7 separate regions of the Mus musculus genome follow, and regions 1, 2, 4, 5, 6 and 7 are each linked to region 3. Evidence: chromatin contacts called from public Hi-C, HiCAR-type and HiChIP or PLAC-seq data. All regions are on one chromosome and are shown on one strand. The core of a region is the stretch at or near the end of the contact, and the rest is flanking DNA. Distances in the headings are between cores, read along the strand shown.

Region 1 (3,247 bases), core at 108-2,607, 440 kb after region 3:
TGCTGTCACCAGAGCCTGTCATCCAACTATTTACTTTTGATCTAAAAATATCCTAGTCAAAAAGACTGAATGATTACTCCACAGTGTAGCCCGTATTTAGTGATCTGAGAATGAAATTTCATTTCATGCAAGCAAATGGTTTTGCTCTCCCAATCAACGAAGAGCTTCATCATGTGGGAACCATCATTACAAGGGAATGTGAATGACAATTTTAAACAAATGGATTATAATAGAAACGTCTAACAAAGGCTATTTTTCATAATGATATTGCCATTAGAAGAAAGTTAAGGTCTTTCTTTTCACTTAACTTATGAGAAAGAAGAAAGGCGGTTGGGGGGGGGGGAAATGAATGAATGAATGAATATCTTTTGCTTCATAGTTACCCTTCATGCTGCTTAGGAACTCCACTTAAATGTGTCACTTAGGCCTAAACATACAAAGCTTACTCCTAGCGATGAGCATCGTGGCTTTGCTGGGGTTGAAGAGGGTGTGGGAATTTTAAGAGTCTATTTTTGAGCACTACATCTGTGAAACATATGAAATTCATTTGGCCAAAGCAGCATTGTAAAACTAACATTATCAAGGGACTTTTCCTGGGAGAAGAACATCACAGTGACTGTATAGAGGACATGTAGGAATCTTTCCTTCAGAGAAAGGGAGGTGGTGGTTGGAGCATGAAGGAGACTAGGTGGATACTGCTTCCAACTGGATCTTACTTACACTGCCCTTCCATAGCACTTAGTGATGGTATAGGGAAGAAGTCTGACCTCACCATGGACTTTGATGCTTTAGTTATAGTGTGACACACCCACTGAGCCAAGTGTGGGCATCTTCTCTGGGGTTATCTGTACCTTGTGGGACTTGAGAAAGTACTTCCAGAATGACTCACTACTCAATGCACATTAAACAAAGACATCTTGCCAGTGAAATAACATAACCAGCCCAGATACTTTCTAACTTCCTGAGGTAAAGTATCTCATTGGCAGATTCATTCTCATTTTCCCTAATCCATACTCCACCAAACCAATACAAAAAGAACAGGAAGAGAAAATAAACGTAAGAAAAACAATTAGCTAGTGCCCTCTTCAAAGCCTGTAACATTATCTAGAACAACAGCACGGCCATTGTTTGTGCTGCCCAAGCCCTGCATGTCTGCTAGCTTACCCGATGTCCTGAGGGAATAATAAACTAAGCAGATTAGATGTAGACTGATTTGTTCACGCCATCACTGCCTCACACAACACACACACTGTTCTGAGTGTCTGAACACATGCGGGCAGGTAAACCCAGAAAATGGGCACTCCGTGTTGGCAGGAGGGGAAGAGGCTGCCAACAAACAGGGCCTGTTTATTATTTAACAGTTGGTACTGCTAGAGGCCTGGCACAGCTATAGAGCACTCTCTGTTTCACTGCAAGTCAGCCTGATTATGAGAGCGTGTGAGCCAAATTGTGTTTACCATAGTCTGTGAGAACTTCAGTGCCCCCAACAGACATGGAAATTCTTACAATAGCTCTCATCCAAACAGAAAATCATCCCTGAGATGGAGGTAAAGGGCTCCATGTGCTTAAATCTTGTCTCATCAGCTGGCTGTGGGTCTCCCCAGGCTTTTGCTTTTCACTTGTTCAAGATAAATCCTTCCTTTCCAATGCCACAGAATCTAACCCTCTGCTTTTGGTTGCTTTATTTTGGGACCTACATGAACCAAATACCATGGGAGTCACGCACCTACTTGTATTGCTTAAGCCATCCTGCAAGTGTGGCTTTCCAGCCAAAGCCTCTGCTGCCCAGGACAGCTACCCCCTGCTTCTCCTTCGCCGGGGCTGCCTCTGCAGTCAGTCTCTTGTCTGCCAACATGGGCCACAGGTGGATGCCTTCCTACAAATCCAATCAGTGGGATAATGTGCTACTATCACAAGAGTGGACCTTAATGACAAAGAGCCCTGCTTAGATGGTCACCCCATTAACTCTGATTCGATTATTCTGCCCCAGAAGAACACTTGGCTTCACAACCACAGATGGCACCTGCCCAACAGAAAACCTGTAGACAAAGTACTCGCATGTGGTTCATATGTTGTCAAAATATTAAATTTGATGTTAAAAAAATACATGTGTCATAAGAACTCAGAGGCACTGGCTCCCTAGGAAAACCCTCACTGCGTTTTTTTAAAGGCAATCTGTGGCAAGAGCACAAGACTGCTGTGTTAACCAGGCAACATGGATAATCTAATCAATTCCTTTAAAATTTAACATAAATCAATATTCCCTTTAAGTATAAGACCCTGAGGTTTTGTCCTGCATATTCAACTTAAGCAATCTTTGAAACTTTATATAATTTATTTCTATACAACTGTTTATATATTCAAAATAAAACTGACTACAAAGAAACTAGTTCAATATTTTGAACATAAACAATATCTTGGACATATTTTATCCTTAACCATGATTAGATATAACCAAAATGCTTCTAAAATTGAAAATAAAGGCAAACCACTTATCTTACTCATGACTGTATAAACTAATTTTTGTTATTTGTTCTTTTTGTTTGTTTGTTTTGCTTTATTTTGTTTTGTTTTTCAAGACAGGGTTTCTTTGTGTAACCCTGGCTATCCTGGGTCTTACTCTGTAGCCCATGCTGGCCTTGAACTCAGAAATCCACCTATCACTGACACACCAGTGCTGGGATTGAAGGTGTGAGCCACTACTGTATGGCTTGTTCTTTATTTCTTAATTATAGCTAACATAAATATGCTGAGTTATACAAGTATGGTCGGTTTTAAATATTTTCTCAATTTTAAGTGCCACTCAAAGAAGACAATGTTTATCATTAAGTAAAAGTATAATTTTATATTTCACACTATGGTAGTTTTCAAAGACAGTAGTTATCTCTAGGTTATAGATTATGTTCTTCTAAATTAAACAAAACTTAATGATCAAGAAATTTATGCACGACCATAGCTGGTACTGATAATCACTTCCTCCTCTAACCTAGCAAACACTAGGCGAGAGCCTCCAAACCTCCTCTATATAACAATGCTCATATAGTTAGCAGAAAACGGGCTCTGCCACTGTCACAACCATGAGCAAAACAAACAGGTAGGAAGAAGACCATATTGTTCTATGTGTAATGACACTGCATCCTAAAGGGAGCTGTGAAGGACAGCTCACTCTTTTCACACTCACTCACACACATATGCACACACGTACATGCCATAGTATGTATATATACAGGTACATATATATTTGGTG
Region 2 (2,920 bases), core at 395-2,894, 390 kb before region 3:
TAAATTTGCCTTGGCCTTGTTGCTTCATAGAGGAGAAACAGTACTTTGTGGGTTTCTTGTTGGTTGCTGTTCTGTGCCTGCTTGTACACACTGAGGAAATGCCCCGCCTCTTGAGTTAGTCTGCCCTTAGCGCCGCGTGCCACCCTGAGACTTGCCATTAACCAGGGCTCTCCTGAAGACAGGTACCACATTTTCATTCAGGCTTGTCATTGATCTCCCCAGATAGCTATTGTTTAATAAACAATAGACTCCATATTCCACTGGGTAAGCCAGAGCGAGCTTGGGGATGTTTGCTGACTGCAGTTTCTACGGCAATGCCTGTCCCTGGTCTAGATTCAGACATTCATTTAGAATGAGAGTTGGCGTGGATACAACTATTTTCTGTCGTTGTGGGTTTTAGGTAAGAGAGATGGTAGTAATGTCAAAGACAGCGTATGTGGGCAGAAATTGGTAGTTTTCATGTCTCTTGAATGCCAGGTACATAGCCAACTTTGAATGTCTAACTGCTGAGAAAATTTACAGAAATCGGATAGTCAGTCCATGTGCCTGCTGCCTCTTGAGCTTGCCACTCAAGGGTCACATGAATGAGGCCACTCAGTTTCCCTCAAATGGACAGGGATTCCTTGTTGGCTTTGTGGCTCACAGGAATTAAGAAGCTGGGACTTTTCTTTTTAGATTTTATTTTGCGTGTGTGTGTGTGTGTGTGTGTGTGTGTGTGTGTGTGTGTGTATAGGGGAGGCCAGAAAACCTCCCCTGGAGCTGGAGTTATAAGCAGCCATGAGTCAGCTATCCTGGGCACTGAGAACTGAACTTGGTCCTCTGGAAGAGCAGCACGTGCTCCTAACTGCTGAGCCATCTCTCTAGCCTCCAAAGCTGACGTTTCTGGAGAACTTTGACGGTTTGCAGAACGAAGCTCAAACCTGTAAAGGGCTCAGTCCGCTCATTCGTTTGTTTTTTACACATGTACTGTTTCTGGGATTCCAAAGATCAGAGATAATTTGTGAGACCTTAAATTTGCCTTGGCCTTGTTGCTCCGTAGAGGGGAAATGGGAACTGTGCACGCAGCTTTTTGCAGTTGGTTTCTAAGAGACAGTCTACAATCAGACCTTTGTGCTTTATGATCTTAAGATGTTTGTGGGATTCTGGCATTCTCCAGACAGTAGATTTTTTTCACTTGGAGTCTTCAAAAAGGCAAGCCCTTTGTGAGTGGGTTGTCCCAAGCATCCGTGGATAAGCTAGCAGTCCCTTGACCATGGGAGCAAGAACTCCCCACCAAAGTGACTCCAGATAAGCAGGTCCTCTTGTCCTACATCTAAGCTTCATAAAGATCCCTCCCTGTTCCCATCCTTTATGTTACTGCCATACTGTCATGTATATTCCCAGGAAAGAAGACAGAGCTTGCTTCTGAAAAACTCAAGGGCAAACACTAGGGATGAAGACTGGAAGGAAGGAGGAATTCCTTCCTTGGTAGAAAAGTGTTTTAGGAGCTTACAAAGTACTGTGTAGGTCACCCTCACTGCCTCGTCGGCAAGCCACTCTGACACTGCTAAAATGAAGCCTTAAATGTGTTTTGGGGACAATGCTGTCTGCTCCCTCAACCACATAGTTGCTAGGATATTGTAAATCTCTGCTCTCCCAGTGGCATTTTCCTCTGATGAATGCACTGACTGTTTGTTGTCCACTGTACCGCCTGCCTGGAAGGCAACTGCTGTAAGCTTGCTCTCTTACGCAATACTCCTTGGTACTCTAATATTTTTAGCAAAAGAAAACTTTGTATTCAAGAACTTCCCACTGCCAGAAAACACAATTCCAGTAAGAGTCTATGTAATACTGATATCTGCCTGCCTGACTTCCTTCTTTTGGGTAGGACATCAGCTTTTATTATTAAGCTCAATTGACAGAAGTGAAAACTTGTAGAAGCACAGCTTTAACCATGACGTCTAATAAAAGCAATGCTCCACGCACTCACTCGTTGCTTTAAACTAGCCGAGTAGATTTCTGTGACGGAACTTCCCGTTAGCCATATTTTGGTACCCTGCCTTTCGAAAAGGACACTTCTCAAACAAGCAGCGGGTTCGAGTTGTGCTGCTTGAAGCCTGGTTTGCTCAGCGTAACTTTGCAGGTGAACTGTTTCATGTTAAACACGCAGAGGCCGTGTGGTGGGAATGAAAGCCATGCTGACTAAACTGAACACCAAATGAAACTCAGTGTGTTCTTGTGAGTGTTTGCTGAGATTCATGGAACTGTCCAGAAGCAGCGGCCAGACTGAGTCCTGTTGCTGTGAGCTGGCTCTGAGCATTCCACTGTAGGAACAGCAGGCTGAATGGTGAGCAGAGCACATGGCTCTCGCCACATTGGGCTTGAGACTTCTAAGTAGTGGAGATGTCCTGGTGTCGCGTTTCACCTTTAAAAACCCCTACTTAAAAGGCAAAGCTTCAAACCCAGAGCTAGTCTGCTCTAATGGTACAAACGAAAGCCTTTCAGGCAGAGCCACTGACAAGATGCCATGTCAGAGCAGCCAACTCAAGCTTGTGCCAGAGTCTGGGTGATTGGATGACGTGTGATGTCTTTGGGGCCTTTTCGTGATCCGATTTCTGTGTCTGATGGTAGAGTAAGTGAATCCTGGGAATGACTTTAATATTAAATTCAGTATTTGATATGGATGGCCTACAACATGAAGTAGGATTCCCGAAGCCAAGCTGAGGCTGAGGGCTGGGCTCTACTCTTTTTGTCCCTTTGTCTACATCTTAGCCTTTAAAACTGGAATTTTACAAACTCCTGCCTTTTGTGCAAAATAATGTGACCACATTGTTTAAAAGGAAAATAAAGTGCTTTCTTTTATGAAAACTGTCTGTGGTTGTTGGTGTGTCCTGAAAGTGTTTTGCTCTGAGCTGTGGGGCCTCCTGACTACCTCATTGTC
Region 3 (3,077 bases), core at 485-2,984:
CAGCTTGCCCAGCTGTCTTCACCAGCCTGCTCCCTCTGCAGACGGCAGCCTCAATGCTTTCCCTACTGCGCTGCTGACTTATTCTCCTTCCTCCAAGACCCTAGCTCTGCTGCTTTCCAGTCACTCGATCCCGCAGCACCGTGGCAGCCTGGAATCTGAGGACAGTTCCTTATCTGCCCTACCTTATCTCATGGGCCATGTGTATTGGCTGCCTTGGTGTGCGTTTATCATTCCCAGGGGTCTGGAATGTACACTCTTGGCTCTTTACCTTTACTCATTACTGTCCTTGCTTTGAACTGCCTTTTCTCATCTCTGCCGATGAAATGAGAGGAACCTTCCTTCACACTTATTAAATGCCGTCTCTATGCTAGACTGCTGTGACTCCCCTCTTTCAGACAGGATGGCTCCTCTCTGCATCACTCTGAGATCCCTCAGTGGTTGCAGGATTCCTGCCTTACTCACTAACTCTTTATTTCACTAACAGTTCCGTGCTATTGGCTCTCAGAGAGAATGGGCTTTCTGTGGAAGGGGAGTGTCTTAGCAGTTGTCCCATTTCTGGTGTTCATCCCTTTCTTTACTCCGCCTTTCTGCTCCCCTCCCCCACTCCCCCATCCACACTCTCGGTACAGAGACTAAGTGGCTGTGATGTGCCACAGAGGCTGAGCAATCTTGGTCCTGTCCTCCTGGGGTTACTGCCTATTCCATAATTCCATACTGTGAACCATATACACAGCAGCCACTTGCGAACTGTTTGCTGACAGAATTAAATAGAGCTGAAATTTAAATATACTTGGAGACCAGTCCTAGTTTGAATCTCAATTAAGCTTCCTCATTTTATGCGGCAGGGGAATCAACCTGGATTGGTTGCTTTTTCATTGATTACAAGAAGAGTCTTTAGTAAGAGTGGCTGGTCCTTGTAAGTCACCTAAATATAGGGACAAAACACCAATGGCCATCATTATGTAGCAGAAAAAAAAATGGTCTCTATGTTTACAGACAAGGCCTCAGCTAGCTTTTGACATGTGGTTCATGGAATTAAGAGCACACTCTTGCACCAGTGTACTGCCAAGCCACCCATGAGGTCTAACTCTGGAGAAATTGCACGGCTTATGCCCTTACTTCTTGTCCTGAATTAGAGTTTGATGCATGCCTGATTTTCTGTGCCCCACCTATGTCCAGGACCACCTTTGGTGGCTGTCCATGGCCCAGGGACATTGTAGCCACCTCAGCGAGTAGAACACATTCAAACCCAACCTGCCTGGCCCCTTCCCTTCCTTGCTTCCTGCCAGTTCACTTCTCCTCTTACCACGGCAGTGCTCCAACGTCACAGACCAGAGCCCTGCACACTGTCCGTTGGAGCACTTCCTCTCCCATTCCAACCTCTTTTATAATTCTCTGGGATTCCTTTTTCTGAAGCCAAGAAGCGTTAACACAAAACAGCAGTCTGTCTGACATGCACAGGTGCTGTTCTATGACCAATTTTTTTTTCAGTTTGTGGTTTATTAAGGAGGAAAGAGCAAACTCTCTTGTAATTAACTGAAAATGCCTTCTTTGGTTGCATAAAGGGGATTGTATAAACATGGCACATCTGAGGACATGTCTGTACAAGTCTAAGTAGTTTGCACTATCCCCTGGCGCCTGTAGAGGGCAGCAGCACACTGGCTGACTCCAGGCAGTATTTTAGAGCCTAAACTACCAGAACCTTCCTCCTGGTCACCATGCCAAAGGCTGGTGTGCCAAGCTCTCTCTGGCCTGGCCTCTCAGTCTCTTTCAAGTTTGTTCTCTCCCCGCCTGCTGTGCATATTCATATTCTCTCTCTCTCTCTCTCTCTCTCTCTCTCTCTGTCTCTCTCTCTGTCTCTCTCTCTCTGTCTCTCTCTCTCTCTGTCTCTCTCTCTGTCTCTCTCTCTCTCTGTCTCTCTCTCTCTCTCTCTCTCTCTCTCTCTCTCTCTCTCTCTCTCTCAACTATACACTCTGATGAGGTTGTCCCTCAACCAGAAAATGAAAACTTCTACGTAGAAGTCAGAGAAGCCAACAACAACAACAAAGAAAAAACCCGGGGGAGAGGAGAAAGGGGCCGTGAGGGAGAGAGACTTCAGAACAAGAAAAGGGCAGATGTTTCGCAAATATATGCAAAGCAAAACTGGGTGTACCCTGAACACTTCTACAGAAAAACAGGCCAATCATTGTGCACTTCCTCCCGCCACACTGGTGCAGCTCTGCATTCAAAGAGAGAGAGAGAGAGAGAGAGAGAGAGAGAGAGAGAGAGAGAGAGAGAGAGAAGTGTGGCCGCAGGCACCCGCCTTTCAACGGTCAGTTCTGACATTCTGACTGAACATGTCCCAATTGTCCAAAGAACAAAAACATTTTCATCTCCCCACTGTGAACATTTTTGTTATGAGAAAAAGGCTGCTTTAAGAACCAGGAAGGCGTTTAAGGTGAAGGGCAGCTGAGCTGGCCGGCAGAACCTTCTGGTCTTTAACTCTCCCTGTGCTGGCCCCGGCAGTAAGTTGAGGGCTGAAACATAGCAGTGAGTGAGGCTGTGGAGGCTGCTGGCTCGTCCCAAACTAGACCATATTGTTTTTGCAGAGAAATATGCATTAAAACATATGGATGCGCTGTTAGGTATTAAGCCTGTTAAATGCACGGGAACAAGGCAGATCGGTGGTGTTGGATGTATACAGTTCACACTCCTTCGCACATATTGCACACATACAGTGGCAGAAGTGCTTTCTGCAACATATGGAAAAATAAATATTTTATCCATGCGAGCTCTTATCAGTCTCCAGGGTCTGTTGAGAGGCGAGTGCTCTCTTCCATCTTTCTCCCTCTCTCCTCCAATTCTCTCCTTCCACTGGGCTCCCACCCTCTGCTGCAGATTATGCTTTCCACTAATCAGCCTGGCTGGAGAGGAAAGAATTAGTCAGAACCTCCCTTTGATAAATAATTACGCAGTCGCGGGATCAAGATAATTGAGATCAGTGATGCCTTTCTTGGCCTTTCTGGAGTCGGAACCATTTCCTTACTTACTCTGCTGTTTAACTGTAGAGTGTCTGCGGACAGACGGAGAGGGACGAA
Region 4 (3,187 bases), core at 566-3,065, 380 kb after region 3:
AAACTGAGCTCTGACTTTAGCTACATTTTAACACCACTCACACTGCTGGTAAGTCTAAATTCCATGTTCAGATTCCTGGCTTTATCCTCAAAACTATAAGCCGAGTAACTACTGACATTTCTAATGGACCATCTTTCTGAATCACCATAATGAATATTAAGTGAACCAGTAAATTTGTCTATAAAGGCCAAGGGGCATAACCAAGAGTATAGTATCAAAATGTGTAGAGATAATGAAGTTTTGATAATATTTTCTGATTTTTACTTTATTCATTAATTTTATACCACTTGGTATACAGTAAGTTTCAAAGATTATCAAAATGATATTTGTGCCCTATAAAGCATTGTGTACACTGCTTTTAGATGAAACCATTCAGCCTTCACATCAGGGGTTGGTCTCTGTCAGGGAGACATGCTTAAGAATGATCTCCATTGGGAGTCAATATGGTTTCCACACCTGAACGCATTACCTGTGCCTCAGCTTACTGATTTCAATTGAGATGCCTTCCCTCCCTCCCTACTTCCCTCCCTCCCTCCCTCCCTCCCTCCCTCCCTCCCTCCTTCCCTCCCTTCCTTCCTTCCTTCCTTCACATTTTTTGCTGCTGTTATGTTTTATGATAGTCTGAGTTCTAAAGAATATTGTGATCTTATGGTGTTGAGAACTGGTTTTGATGTCTGACTCAATGGAAAGAGTATCTGCTCAGCAATTTTGCAAGACACTTCGAAAACCAGCATCCACGATGCTACTTGCTTCACTTCAAACACAGTCTACCATAAAGCCACCAGGAGAGATGGGCAAGGCCAATTTCTCTCCATCCGGGTGGTTTTACCTTTGAAGCCAATTCTAGTATATGAAAAATAATGCAGACTTTACATAGAAAACACCTGAAGATTATGCCACAGACAAAATGGATATATATGAATAAGTACTTCTCTTTTGAGTCAGGAAAGTAAGTATAAGCAAGGAAAGAAAAGAACAGGAGGCTGGCACCTTGTCTGCTATGAATAGAAGCAGAGTCTATAGCAAATGATTTTCTTCATTATCCCTTTCCTAAGTGCCAGAAACTTTACCAGATACCTCTTTACTGTAAGTAATCTCAGATTTCTCACTTTTTAAAATGTTTTTAATCATACTGAGAACATAGCTTTTTATGTGTATTTACCCATTACACTGATAAATATTGGGGATTAAAAAGTGAATGGCCTTACTTTTTGAAACCTTACTGTCTAGAGGCTTGAACTGTTGTAATTATAACAAAATTAGCAACCATTACTTATGTTTCAGTCTGGATCGGCAACAAAACCAAGATGCCAAGGTGCCCTCGGTTCCATTTCTCTCAAAAGCAAAACAAAACAAATAAAAAAGAACTTAAGAGTCATCAGACAAAGGATGCAGACATGTTAACCCCTAGGTCTGACTTCAGACACTAATCAAAGACTGTAGCGAAGGAAGTGAAGTGAAATGGAGGAATGGTCTGGCCCTCTGGGAGGACCTGCATGGCAGAAACCAGGACACCGTAAGGACACCACATTCGGCACTTCCACAGAAGACTGATGCTTAAGACTGACAGAAAATACCACACTGCCAAACTTAGGAGGCCCAAGAAACCTGACTTTATTACAAAAATGTTTATTTTGATCCAATACATGTAAAGCCTCTTTCCTCATACTATTTCTCACCCTGAATGCAGCACTAAAATGCTTTTCTTTCTCTCTCCCACCAACTATAAGCTTGTGTTTCCTACCCTGGGCATCTGAATCTTTTATTGGCTCCAGTTCTATTCACTGCCTGTTATTCAGACACTGAAATCCCAAATGTTAATTGTTCTTCCAAGTACATTGACAAAACAGCAGCTAAATAAGGGTAGAGCAGACTGTGGTAGACTCTGACATGCATTTATGGAACAATGGGACTCTGAGAGACAGCCTTGTAGCTCACGGGAAGACATAAGATGTGCTATTTTGACTGTTTCATAGCAGAATGGGGAACACACGCACACAAGGGAATTATGCATTTTTACTTAGGTTTGCCCCAAATCTTCAGGCTATAGAATCCTGTGATGTCATCAGGAACTTTCCATTTCCATTGACACAAAGGCTAAAAATTCCGAGTGACATCACCAAAGAAACTGAAATTTACTTTGATTCAAAAGAATTCATTTACCTCTTAAGAGTCTGGTTTAAGAATGCACACATCTTTCCACACAGGATTTATGCCACCGTGCTGATGCACAGTGGGCGACACCCTCCCTAATGAAATTCAAACCTGCCAAAAGAAAGGTTTCATAATTTCGAGGGAATAAAAGCCACCCTGAAATATTGAGCTCAATAACTTTTTTTAAAAAGGAAATCATTTAAGGATATATTTCTTTGGGGACATTCAGATGTTCCCTCTCGACTGGTTACTATGATAGCAGTGGTTTTGTCTCTTTGTGGATTGGTCACAGAAAACCCAGAGGAAGGTAAAGGACGCTCCCACTTACAGGAACACAGTGCAGCCCAATCTTTTGTTTTTAAGGTGCAGTGATTTCAGTCTCAAAATGTAACTTCAGGCAGTCTGAAAAGAAACAGGTTAAAATCTCTTTCAGTTATAATTGGTATTTCAGATTTAATTAAAAATTAAACTTTCATAATGTTTCCCCATCCAAAGCAATGCATTATCAGTCAAGCGGAGCTTTTTTATCCCTGTTAAGGGGGAAAAAGAAAGAAAGAGAGAGCGAGCAAGAGAGAGGGAAAAAAAAAACCTTTTCCCTGGGATTCTTAATGAAAATAAAAGGATCTAGAGATGAAACAAAGGTAATTCTGAAAAAAAAAAAAAACAAATCTCCCTCCATGTAAAGGGCTGCATTGTGGTATCGGTAGACATTTCCTACAGTGAATTTATTTACAATACAAGCAATTTAGAGGAAAAAGAAACATCCCAAAGAAGAACTTCACAACCCAAAGAGTAGGGAAACCATTACAATCATAGGTCAATATGGGGATATCGATGGATTGAATATACAGGTTAAAGGAAAATTATGACTGAGAGAAATTAGAAAAACACTAATAGGTGGTTTCAGATGATTTACTTATGGGGCAAGGCTGCAAATTAGAGGTAAACCAATTGAGTTAGCAACACAAACTGCAAAATGCCTACCGCACTGCATTAGGGGCTGCCTGTGCCCCACTGCACATCATACTGTACT
Region 5 (2,893 bases), core at 208-2,707, 270 kb after region 3:
AGACATGAGGCCAAGACACGAAGAAGAGAAACAGTGTTCCATATAATGATGAGAATTGCTTTTCTGAAACTTTTAAAAACATCAACATGTAAAAGCATCCTAATGAACCAGAAATATTGGCTAATTAATTAACTGTCATGATATCTGAGTTTTTCAAAATAACAAGGCAATACAGTGGGAAACTGACAGGCCACAGGTTAAGCAGTGAATGAGCCAGATGATGAATGCACAGGAGTTCATTACCGTAATCTGCCTACATTCATGGATTTGAAAATTTTGAAAAATCATCTTAAAATATATACTTCATTTGAACTTTCAATCATTTATCCATTATTTACAGACTGATTCACACATTGTTCATATGCAAGGGACTATAGAAATGGAAAAAGTAAAATATAATGCTTTTGTGGGCATTTTGATTATAGGAATAGAATTTATTTATTTAGAATGTCTATAAAGACTTTGTAACTAAATGAAAAATTCTTAAGTTAAATTTTTAAAAAAGGAACAAAAAAATTACAGAGGAATTCCAAGCACAGCATATTCGAAAACTATGTCCTCAGAAGAAAATGAGAGTTAGAAAATGTATCAAATAGGTATTAATGGTTAGATTTAAATTATAGATATAATTATTTTAATTTTTCTTCATTTTACTCCTATGTATTTTTCCAAATTATTTTTAATGAACAAGTATCATTTTTAAATGAAATAAATAATTGTTCATTACTAGACAAGATGTGCTCCCTCCTCTAGAAGGTTTCCATGTACTAAAACAGAGAAATGCAAGCACACAGCACTGCCCACTCCTTCCCTCCGCCCTGTATCTTCGTGCCTGAAAGCGGATACACCCAAAGGCCAAGCCCATCAACTTATACTTCATCTGATCACAGAAACAGAAAACACTGGGGAGGAATCTGCTTCTTTTGCAAGTCAGCCATAGTGTGGAATTGTGGCTTTTCTGTGCTGATATCATTTTGTGAGTAATGCTAAGAGAGAACAAGTTAAAGTTACCAAGTAGGCCTGTTCATTGTGCCTCTGGGCTCCCACTCAGAGCAGGTTTACCTTGGGTAGCAAAACAAGTAAAGCAGGGAGTCGGGGCTGGGGACGGGAGAAAGAATAACAGTCCTAAAGCCATGGCCTTCGGTGGCAAGCAGGACACGCTCAGGGACAGAGATAGAGTGGTGACAGAATTAGAAACAGTAACGGTGACAACTATGGATCATGTGCAGGGAGCATGGAAATTCCCCACAGAAAGCTCTGTCTCACCCTAAGAGATGATTTTCTTCATTTACTGCACATTCATATGAAGTGCAGTCAAGAGTGTAACTTTAAAGGTTTGGATGACTCTGCTGTTTATGACTAAACAGGACTAGAGTGCCAGGCAGAAGAGAGCCAGAAGCCAAGCGAGGTGTTCCTTCCCTCCCCCTCCCTCTGGAGCACATTTGTCATTACAGTTTACAGCCTGCCAGCCTCTAGCAAACTCAGCTCTTTCTGGCTGTCTCCTACCTTCCCATCCTGCCTTGCTCTCCTCCAGGCACCTACTACCAAGACTGTTCAAGGACACAATGCTACACTACCCTTCTAGAAACTTCACATAGTCTCACCAGAAGACAAGCAGCCAAACTCTAAACCTGTGTTTGCATTATCTTGGCACTATTAATTTCCAGTAACAGACATGTTTATCTGTAGCTCCACAGGCCGCTCCCTTTTCTTCTTGGGGATATATGCAAGTGTGGCTATGTCTGTTTTTAAGATTCAAAAGAGGCAAATACATTTCAGATTTACAAAAGATTATATAATATAAACCAGAAATTCAAAGAGACAAAAAGTATGTTTGAAAGACTTCCTGTGTGTTTTCCTAATGTCAAAATGACTGCATTCTCCACAGGGAGCATCAGGCGCTATCTTCACCTTATTCTGTTTCTGTCTCTATAGAAAAATTTATTTCCAGAAAGACCTCCAAACAAGTCCTTTAGTTTTTCCCCCCATGTCTACTAAAGTCATTCAAAATGTTTACCAATATTGTGATATTGATTCTTATTCTTTTATATCTTATCAGTATCAAAATACATTCTGTTCAAATTTAATCTTGTGGTGGTAAATTCACTACAGCCCCTAGATTTACTTCTTGTTTGTCTGGAGTTGCTAAACTTGATATGAATACACTTTATTTCTTTGGACTTCAAAATTCTGGCCTGCAATTGAGAGACAATGAAATCTTACTTACCAGCCAGCAAGTTGTGTGAAATATTCAATTGCTGATGATAAAAGAGTCTGAAATGGAAAAGGATACCATAAGTCTTGGTATGTGTTTCACCTAATATATGACAATATGCTAATCACAGAAAAGAATACACTTGTCCCTCCCCTGGGACCCTGGCTTGATCGTAGAAAGTAAAAGACGGTTCCTTTGGGAATGAAATCACAATTAGACCCTACTGACTGGTGACTTGGTGAGTGCCTGAATATTTAACTTGATGATCACTAACCAGATGCAGCCAGTAATAAATGATCTGCTAACCCTTTATACAATACACTCTGTGTAGAGAAAGTTCAGTTTCATAGTTAATTATTGTGATCTGCTTAAAAAATAATCAAACTTTTGGTCACTACAAGGATTTGTAGTTCTGTTTGAATTTTACTGTACTTTTCATTAAACATTTTATAAATATAAGCAAACTGGTCTCTCCTTGCTTTGGGCTGTTTGCTAACCATGTTCGGGATGTTCAGTCTTGTGACAGTGATGGCAAAGCAAGCAATGGACAGTGTACGCCAGCTTTCATGACACTTCATCAGAGTACTGGCTGGACTGTCCTTCTCTGTTTGTTTTGTTGTTGTTGTTGTTGTTTTTTGTTCGAGACAGGGTTTCTCTGGGTAGCCCTGGCTGTCCTGG
Region 6 (3,256 bases), core at 123-2,622, 320 kb after region 3:
TCTCATTTTTATTTTGATAAAATTTCTTGTAGGTGGTATCATTTCATGTTAGGCATTTTATGCTGCTTAATATTATAATTAATAATTCATATTTTTGTCTTTCCCTTCTCATTTCTGACAACTTTTATTTTTAATCGGTGGGCATGTGCCAAATTGGTTTGTTATTTATTTATAATGTAAAATGACAAGGGAATTGAGTATGTGGAATAGAGAAAGAGGTTGTCTTTTAAAAAATAAAACTTTCTCAGTAACGGGGATGTTTCTTGTTTATCCTTATGGACTTGAGTATTTGTGAGAGGTTAGAGCAGATGTCGTTGCCCTTGCATGACAAAACTGTGTTAACTACATTAAATAGAACTGCTATTTCTTTCAATTCATTTTAGCTTTGTGTAGACATCTGGACATATGCATAAAAAAGAAAAAAAAAACCCAAAATTTGTAAAAGATTCCCTGGTCTGATAGATCCTATAGTGCCAATTAAGTAAAAATTCTGACAAAACAGATCTATTTGTATTCTTTCCTAAGCTAAAACATGCAAATTTAGGAACAAACAGAAAAGTCCAAAGATACTGAAAAAATAAAATGTTCTGTCTGTGGTGCTTTATAGAATAGAACATTACGTAATCTCTTTAACTCTGCACATAACAAGGAACCACATATCCTAAAAGCTAGAGCACTGACTGACTGCCAGAAACTTCAGAGAGAGTTTCTAGAACATGGGCTAGCAAATCACTAGTGGGGCTCATTCTAAAGAGGACCCTCAGGCCCCGCTAGGAGCCACTGTCAACGGGGAGTCTGCACTGATGTGTCTGTCCTTCCAGGCTGCATACGCTCCTGGCACAATTAAGTTGAGTACTACACTTTTACAGAAAAACTTGTCTAGCCCACAAGAGCTTTCCATTGTCAAAAAAAAAAAAAAAAAAAAAAAATGCTTTCAACTCATCCTGTGTCAAACATTAGAGAATCCAAGGAATACAAATTTCATCAAATTACATACTTCTCTAAGTATCTCCCATTTCTTTTATTAGTTTAACTATCATGAACTATTACTGGGCCCTTAGACCAGACTCTGGTTAATTTAGATGCCAGCACTTGGAAGAAGAGAACTTAACATAACAAAAATGGCCCTCTATCTCATGAGAAACCTATTATTTACAGTTTAAAATTGTAATACAATATTGAACATTTCCAAAATGTTTCTGACTTTAATTACTTGGATAATTATTGAAATTCAGACTGTTGTAAACTGTCACTGAGTCAGATGTGGGAACTGGTGAAATCCCTGAGTGACAAGTCACTCGGTGTCAGTATGAGTCAGAACACAAGCATTCTGACACATCACTGTGCTTTTCAACCTCGAGCAGACCTCCCCCTCCCTGCCTCTGGGCACACACTCACTTTAAAGGCTCTGTATCCAGGAGGCATTTTATCATGGTTATGTATACAGTGCTCATCTTTCAAAACTGTACTGTGAAAAAAGCTAACTGTGCAATGTGAAAAATCTAAGATTAAACAACTGGTGTGGTTCAGCTAAGAATGGGAAGAGCGATGCTATTGGCCAGTCATCAGAAGCAGTCTTTATGATCTGGTTAGAGGTTGCTTGTTTGTTTTTAATTTATTATTGTGGGATTGTACAAATCCTTTCAAAGCAACATGCTACTCTAGATAGAAGAAAAGAAGAGCTGTGTATCCACGTGTAGACAACGCCATGACTACTACTTGGTATCTGTATTTCACCAATTAAATAAAACAAGAATAGGAAGTCATATCTTTAGTATAGCTTTTATAACATGTTCAGCATATGAAAGAAAATAGAAACTACAGTAATGAGCACAATGGTCTTGAGATGATAAGACTTTTAATAGAGCTTTACCTGGTCAGGGTATTCACAACATGCTCCCTATAGGTAGGACACAAACAAATGAATGCATGCGTACTTTAAACAGTCAAGAAAATGTGTGTTTCCATTTGCAGGGAAGAACATCACTGTGCTTGATAAGCACTTTAATTTTCATGATACAGCACTTCTGAATATGGACAGTGAGTGAGAATTCAGTTTTGCTGAATAGGTCAAGAAGTAGAAAGGTGAGCAGGATGAAGAACATTTGTGTGTGAAGATGCGTGTGACCTAAATTTAACAATATCATCATTCTATGCCCAGATATTTTTGTACAATAAGAATTTTTCCTCATATCTGGAATATACATACATACATACATACATACACACACACACACACACACACACACACACACACACATGTATAGTACATATATTATGACAACCTTTGAGAATTCCTCTAAATACCCCAAATGGACTTCTACAAATGCAGACTTCCACGATTCTATCTATTGGCATCTGAAGGAATGTTTCCATCAGTTCCTTCAGAACATAAGAACTGAGTTCTGTTTAGAATACAATTATTTACATAATCAGCAGTACTATTTTCTCTACTGTTTTGAATAAGATTATGGAAACATAAAGCATTAAATCTGTTCCTAGATAAAAATAATTTTTATCAAGCCCAAATGGTATCTAAAAGGTGAGGACAGGCTGAGATGGACTCCTTGGCTTCCTTCTGTCCAACAATTTCCTGTTTCCCTATTTCCTATGGTTACCACCATGAAACATGTGAAAAACTCAGTAGGGACTCTGTTTCAACTTTTCCTTTCAAAACAGAGTAAAAGCTCAATGGAAAAAAAATGTCCTTCCTATCTCCATGCCAGGCCCCATGTAAGATCCACAAACTTAAAAGCCAGGCAAATAGTATTTTATATGCCCAAAACTTAGTGACACGGTGCTATAAAATTCCCCAAATTTAGGCATGTGACTTGACTAGTACATACTGTGGTATGAGTCAAGGAAAATGGAACCATGTGTATTTTTTATTGCATACGCAAATGATTCTTTTCAGTCCATCCAAAAACATGTTACTTCAAGAAATACATGGTTTTTCTTTTATAAAAAATGATTCAACTGTTAAACTTATTAAGTAAAATGATTGAAAGCTATTTTAGTAAACATAGGTAGAACTAAGAAAATATACTTATAAATCATGATGGTCACAAATTTAACCTACTCATATGTATAACTAATTATCAGGGTCACACAAGACTTACAGTAAATAGTCAGGGAAGATGAAGAGTATTTAAGCGGCAGGCTAAGGACATTACTTATCCTCTGAGAAGAAGCTACAAATGGCTGTGTTTAGATGGCCAGCGAGTGATGGCAGATAAGTAACCCCAGGGGCATGCTA
Region 7 (3,082 bases), core at 24-2,523, 350 kb after region 3:
AGGAACATAACCAGATCAGGCCTTTATTACAACCTTATGAAACCTACAACAAAGAAACTGGTGAAAGCCAAGCTAAACTCCTGGAGAACAGTGAAATAATAGAGTGTTGTAAGCTGCTAAGTTGATCATAATTCCTCTTGGCAACAACAGAAAAATATATAGGTATTTATTTGTACATTTTTCTATTTTATGTGTCTTTTTCTGCTTGTGTTTGTTCACCATGCCACAGTCTGGCACGTCAGAAGGGATCAAACCCCTTAAAACTGTTTTTATAGACAGTCTGAGCTGCCATGTGGGTGCCGGGAATCGAACTGTGTTCTTCTGCAAGAGTAGCCACAGATCTAATGAGTTGAGCAATCTATCTAGCCCCATACCATTTTTTTTATTTCACTTGTTTTTAAATCATATTCCAGAGAAAATGGAGTTCGACTAGGCTTATGGACAGACCATGAGGTTCAGTGTCCTTTACCTGGACTTTATAATTTTGCCTGTTTTTTTTCATAAGCAAAGACACTTTCAGTGCCTTGCTCTATTAGTCATAAGCACTAAATTCAATGTCTCGAAAAAAAATAAACATAATCTGTTGACAGCCCAATATTAACAAAGGCTTGATAAGAGACATTTAAAACCTGCTGAAGGGAAAGGTAATTCTATTAAATATCTGCACATCATACGTAATCATAGTAAACACAGTGTGCTATTATCATTATGAAGCCTGTGTAATAGTCATGTTATCTCATGAAGGCTGTCTTCACACCACCCTTCCTTACATATGATATTTTCCCTGAATTGACGTTCAGAAATACTTTTTTCAAGGAAAACACTAGAATACTGCATTAATAGAATAAGACACTATTGTAAGAAAGGCTGTCGTATCCAAGCACTTGCAGCATGGAAGGTTTGAAATTCCTTATCCTCAGAGATTCACTCAAGTTCAGACCTAAAGTTTTTGAGGTATAGCCACCAGCAACATTCTGAAAGTGGAAGATTTTGAAATCAGCTAGGAATCATTTTCCCAGCAAAGAGTAAAGGCTTCTGTGGGCCGCACATACTTTCCTTTGTAATTGTATCTCAGAAGGGAACAAATGCAAAAGAAGCAGGGTGGAGAGCAAGTGCAACTGGCCAGGGTTCTCAGGGAAATAGGATCAGGGCAGTCAATGCTCTCCCTGCTGGCTAGGAAGTGTCTCTGGTAAGACTGACCAACCCTGGACCTCACATATTTGCCCTCAGCTTCTACAGGGCCACGGGAAGCAGAGTAGTATTGGCATAGGAGGCTGGGGAAAGGCCAGGTGAGCAACAGCACAAACCCATCTGTGCCTCTGGATGGCCTATTCGGCTTACTACAGGTCTCTGCAAACTTCCTAAACTTTGGACTGTTTGTAAACAGATGCCATCATTTTGAGGGGCGGTGAAGCTCATGTGGGGCAAATTAATCGCCATTTGATGCCAGGTCCCAGTTAGTGTTTCTAAAGGGAGAGGATAACAAAGCCCGCCAACTCTCTCTTTAAGGGCTATTCAGATACTAAATAAACCAAGAACATTTTAAAATGCAATCTCACAAAAATCTGCTCTGCTTAACCTTCTCTCCTTCTTTAAAAAATAAGAAAGGCATGATGTTCTTTTTTTGTTAATTAATTCATTTTAGACAATTCCTTAAATTTTCATTTTAATAAATTTTTGTGTGGGTGCATTAATTACTTTCAAAGATGCTTTACAACTGTTACCTATTAAAAGCCTTTGTTAGTGAATAAAAAAAAAAAGAAAGAAAGAAAGAAAAAAAGAAAACCTTCCAGTGTGCCCCCCTCCCGCTCTGAGCAGGTCCTTGCTATCAACTGCTGGAGTATTCTCGCTTTGCACCTAGAGCTATAATTATTTTGCTTTAATTTTACAAAACCTTTTGTTCCATTCCCATGAGCCCACCTGATCCTTATATTACACTCGCTCTATTAAAACACTCATGCAGAACAAAGCATGGCTGTACTGATTCATAAGTAACTTTTCTTTCCTCAGTAAAATGCCACTGGCTAGGGTGTGGGCCACTCTCGGTTGCCAATTTTCATGCACTAGAGATATGTTGTTTCAAAGTCTTGTAGTCTCCTCCACCACCCTTTGCTACATTTTCTTTTTGTGATTTTCAATATATTTTGACTATACATAATTTTACTCTAGGCTAGGGCAATATAAGTGGTATAATGTTGAGAATGCCACATATATGAAAAGATTATAATCATGCTACGATTTTTCTTATTCATATATAGGTTTTTAAAGTCATTTTTTGTGCCTCCTTTAACTTCATTTTCTCTCCTTTCTCCACCCCTTTTCCTTGAGCTCTTGCAACACATGTGGGCTTTTGGCAGAAAAAAAAAATTCAGTGACTCATCCAGAGAATTGTTTGTTTGCTCTGAGGAGCACTCGGAGGACCCTCTGGGCTGCACAAGGAGCCCTTTGATCCTGGAAATGTGATTTCTTCCAGATGTTTTCCCCATAGCCACCTTTCTGCAGTATCCCTCCTCATTCTGTATCGTAAGAATAAATACTCAAAAACAGTTGTAACAGCACCCAGGTTTCCTGAATGCAGTGTGACAGAGACCTGACAGCTATGACTTAGCCATTGTGTTCTCCTCGCCTTCAGCAGCAATGAAAGAAGGTTAAGACTGAGGAACACAGAACTGAGTTTGAGTCTCTTTAGATATCTTCATGATTAAAATGAGAATTATGAGAATCAGGGTCAAGTAACCATGTGAAAAAAAAATCTTCAGAGCATTGATCAAGGAGCTAGCTTTATCTAATTCTGAAAGTCTTAAAGTCATGCCCTGTGCTTAACTGGTTCAGTTTTAAAAATAACAAGGTGCAAACATCAAAGTCAGTCCCCCCCCTCCTGTCAGCCTCCCCTTCCCCATTAGGTTTTCCCACCTATCTCTTCACCTGACCTACAGGAACAGTGAAAGATGCTAGTTAGGCTAGTTAGGGTTAGGGGTGGATGCACAGGCAAAGATGATGAGGTAGTTGGAAGATTCTTATTCCAAAACATGTAAACCTTGATGCTAACATTTGAACATTTCTATTCCAAAATGCATAAACC

The links. Hi-C and Micro-C count contacts between places; a contact is called where the count stands out from the background. HiCAR-type assays count read pairs that join an accessible place to other places. HiChIP or PLAC-seq counts read pairs in DNA pulled down with a chosen protein or histone mark.
Region 1: an H3K27ac HiChIP or PLAC-seq map of stem cell-derived neural progenitor cells shows a contact between it and region 3, with 3 times the contacts expected there. The contact joins two enhancer-like sites. A contact is called at or near these places in 2 of 39 promoter capture datasets (hippocampal neurons and neural stem cells) and 1 of 115 datasets of contacts at active chromatin or transcription factors (stem cell-derived neural progenitor cells).
Region 2: a contact with region 3 is called in a HiCAR-type map of astrocytes, with 2.2 times the contacts expected there. The contact joins two enhancer-like sites. A contact is called at or near these places in 2 of 39 promoter capture datasets (cranial neural crest and hippocampal neurons) and 2 of 115 datasets of contacts at active chromatin or transcription factors (astrocytes and embryonic forebrain).
Region 4: a contact with region 3 is called in a Hi-C map of cortical neurons, with 2.4 times the contacts expected there. The contact joins two enhancer-like sites. A contact is called at or near these places in 4 of 484 Hi-C or Micro-C datasets (adipose-derived mesenchymal stem cells, cerebellum, cortical neurons and 1 more).
Region 5: a contact with region 3 is called in a Hi-C map of uterus, with 3 times the contacts expected there. The contact joins two enhancer-like sites. A contact is called at or near these places in 5 of 484 Hi-C or Micro-C datasets (Sertoli cells, muscle stem cells and uterus) and 1 of 115 datasets of contacts at active chromatin or transcription factors (cardiomyocytes).
Region 6: a Hi-C map of muscle stem cells shows a contact between it and region 3, with 2.4 times the contacts expected there. The contact joins two enhancer-like sites. A contact is called at or near these places in 4 of 484 Hi-C or Micro-C datasets (liver, muscle stem cells and myocytes) and 2 of 115 datasets of contacts at active chromatin or transcription factors (fibro-adipogenic progenitors and heart atrium).
Region 7: a Hi-C map of liver shows a contact between it and region 3, with 3 times the contacts expected there. The contact joins two enhancer-like sites. A contact is called at or near these places in 3 of 484 Hi-C or Micro-C datasets (Sertoli cells, liver and uterus) and 1 of 115 datasets of contacts at active chromatin or transcription factors (fibro-adipogenic progenitors).

The regions. Positions count from the first base shown.
Region 1 is chr16:43,128,846-43,132,092 of GRCm38.p6, reverse strand. The region is part of intron 2 of Zbtb20 (zinc finger and BTB domain containing 20); the gene reads right to left. Among named protein-coding and RNA genes, the nearest start is that of Gm25873, 4.2 kb to the right of the region's middle. Within about 2 kb of position 1,357, at least 73 of the 459 cell types and tissues checked have an H3K27ac peak or open chromatin away from gene starts, as enhancers often do. A contact at or near this core is called in neural stem cells and stem cell-derived neural progenitor cells, where this site is marked.
Region 2 is chr16:43,964,960-43,967,879 of GRCm38.p6, reverse strand. It overlaps Zdhhc23 (zinc finger, DHHC domain containing 23), which reads left to right. Exons shown (of 5, transcript NM_001007460.2): 5 at 1-2,843. Among named protein-coding and RNA genes, the nearest start is that of Zdhhc23, 13 kb to the left of the region's middle. Within about 2 kb of position 1,644, at least 60 of the 459 cell types and tissues checked have an H3K27ac peak or open chromatin away from gene starts, as enhancers often do. A contact at or near this core is called in astrocytes, where this site is marked.
Region 3 is chr16:43,572,793-43,575,869 of GRCm38.p6, reverse strand. The region is part of intron 7 of Zbtb20 (zinc finger and BTB domain containing 20); the gene reads right to left. Among named protein-coding and RNA genes, the nearest start is that of Mir568, 66 kb to the left of the region's middle. Within about 2 kb of position 1,734, at least 195 of the 459 cell types and tissues checked have an H3K27ac peak or open chromatin away from gene starts, as enhancers often do. A contact at or near this core is called in astrocytes, cortical neurons, liver and 4 more, where this site is marked.
Region 4 is chr16:43,192,834-43,196,020 of GRCm38.p6, reverse strand. All of the region lies in intron 2 of Zbtb20 (zinc finger and BTB domain containing 20), which reads right to left. Among named protein-coding and RNA genes, the nearest start is that of Gm25873, 68 kb to the right of the region's middle. Within about 2 kb of position 1,815, at least 17 of the 459 cell types and tissues checked have an H3K27ac peak or open chromatin away from gene starts, as enhancers often do. A contact at or near this core is called in cortical neurons, where this site is marked.
Region 5 is chr16:43,301,950-43,304,842 of GRCm38.p6, reverse strand. Zbtb20 (zinc finger and BTB domain containing 20) reads right to left here. Exons shown (of 11, transcript NM_001285805.1): 4 at 2,228-2,274. Among named protein-coding and RNA genes, the nearest start is that of Gm9968, 60 kb to the left of the region's middle. Within about 2 kb of position 1,457, at least 77 of the 459 cell types and tissues checked have an H3K27ac peak or open chromatin away from gene starts, as enhancers often do. A contact at or near this core is called in muscle stem cells and uterus, where this site is marked.
Region 6 is chr16:43,251,352-43,254,607 of GRCm38.p6, reverse strand. All of the region lies in intron 3 of Zbtb20 (zinc finger and BTB domain containing 20), which reads right to left. Among named protein-coding and RNA genes, the nearest start is that of Gm9968, 110 kb to the left of the region's middle. Within about 2 kb of position 1,372, at least 63 of the 459 cell types and tissues checked have an H3K27ac peak or open chromatin away from gene starts, as enhancers often do. A contact at or near this core is called in muscle stem cells, where this site is marked.
Region 7 is chr16:43,220,857-43,223,938 of GRCm38.p6, reverse strand. The region is part of intron 2 of Zbtb20 (zinc finger and BTB domain containing 20); the gene reads right to left. Among named protein-coding and RNA genes, the nearest start is that of Gm25873, 96 kb to the right of the region's middle. Within about 2 kb of position 1,273, at least 39 of the 459 cell types and tissues checked have an H3K27ac peak or open chromatin away from gene starts, as enhancers often do. A contact at or near this core is called in liver and uterus, where this site is marked.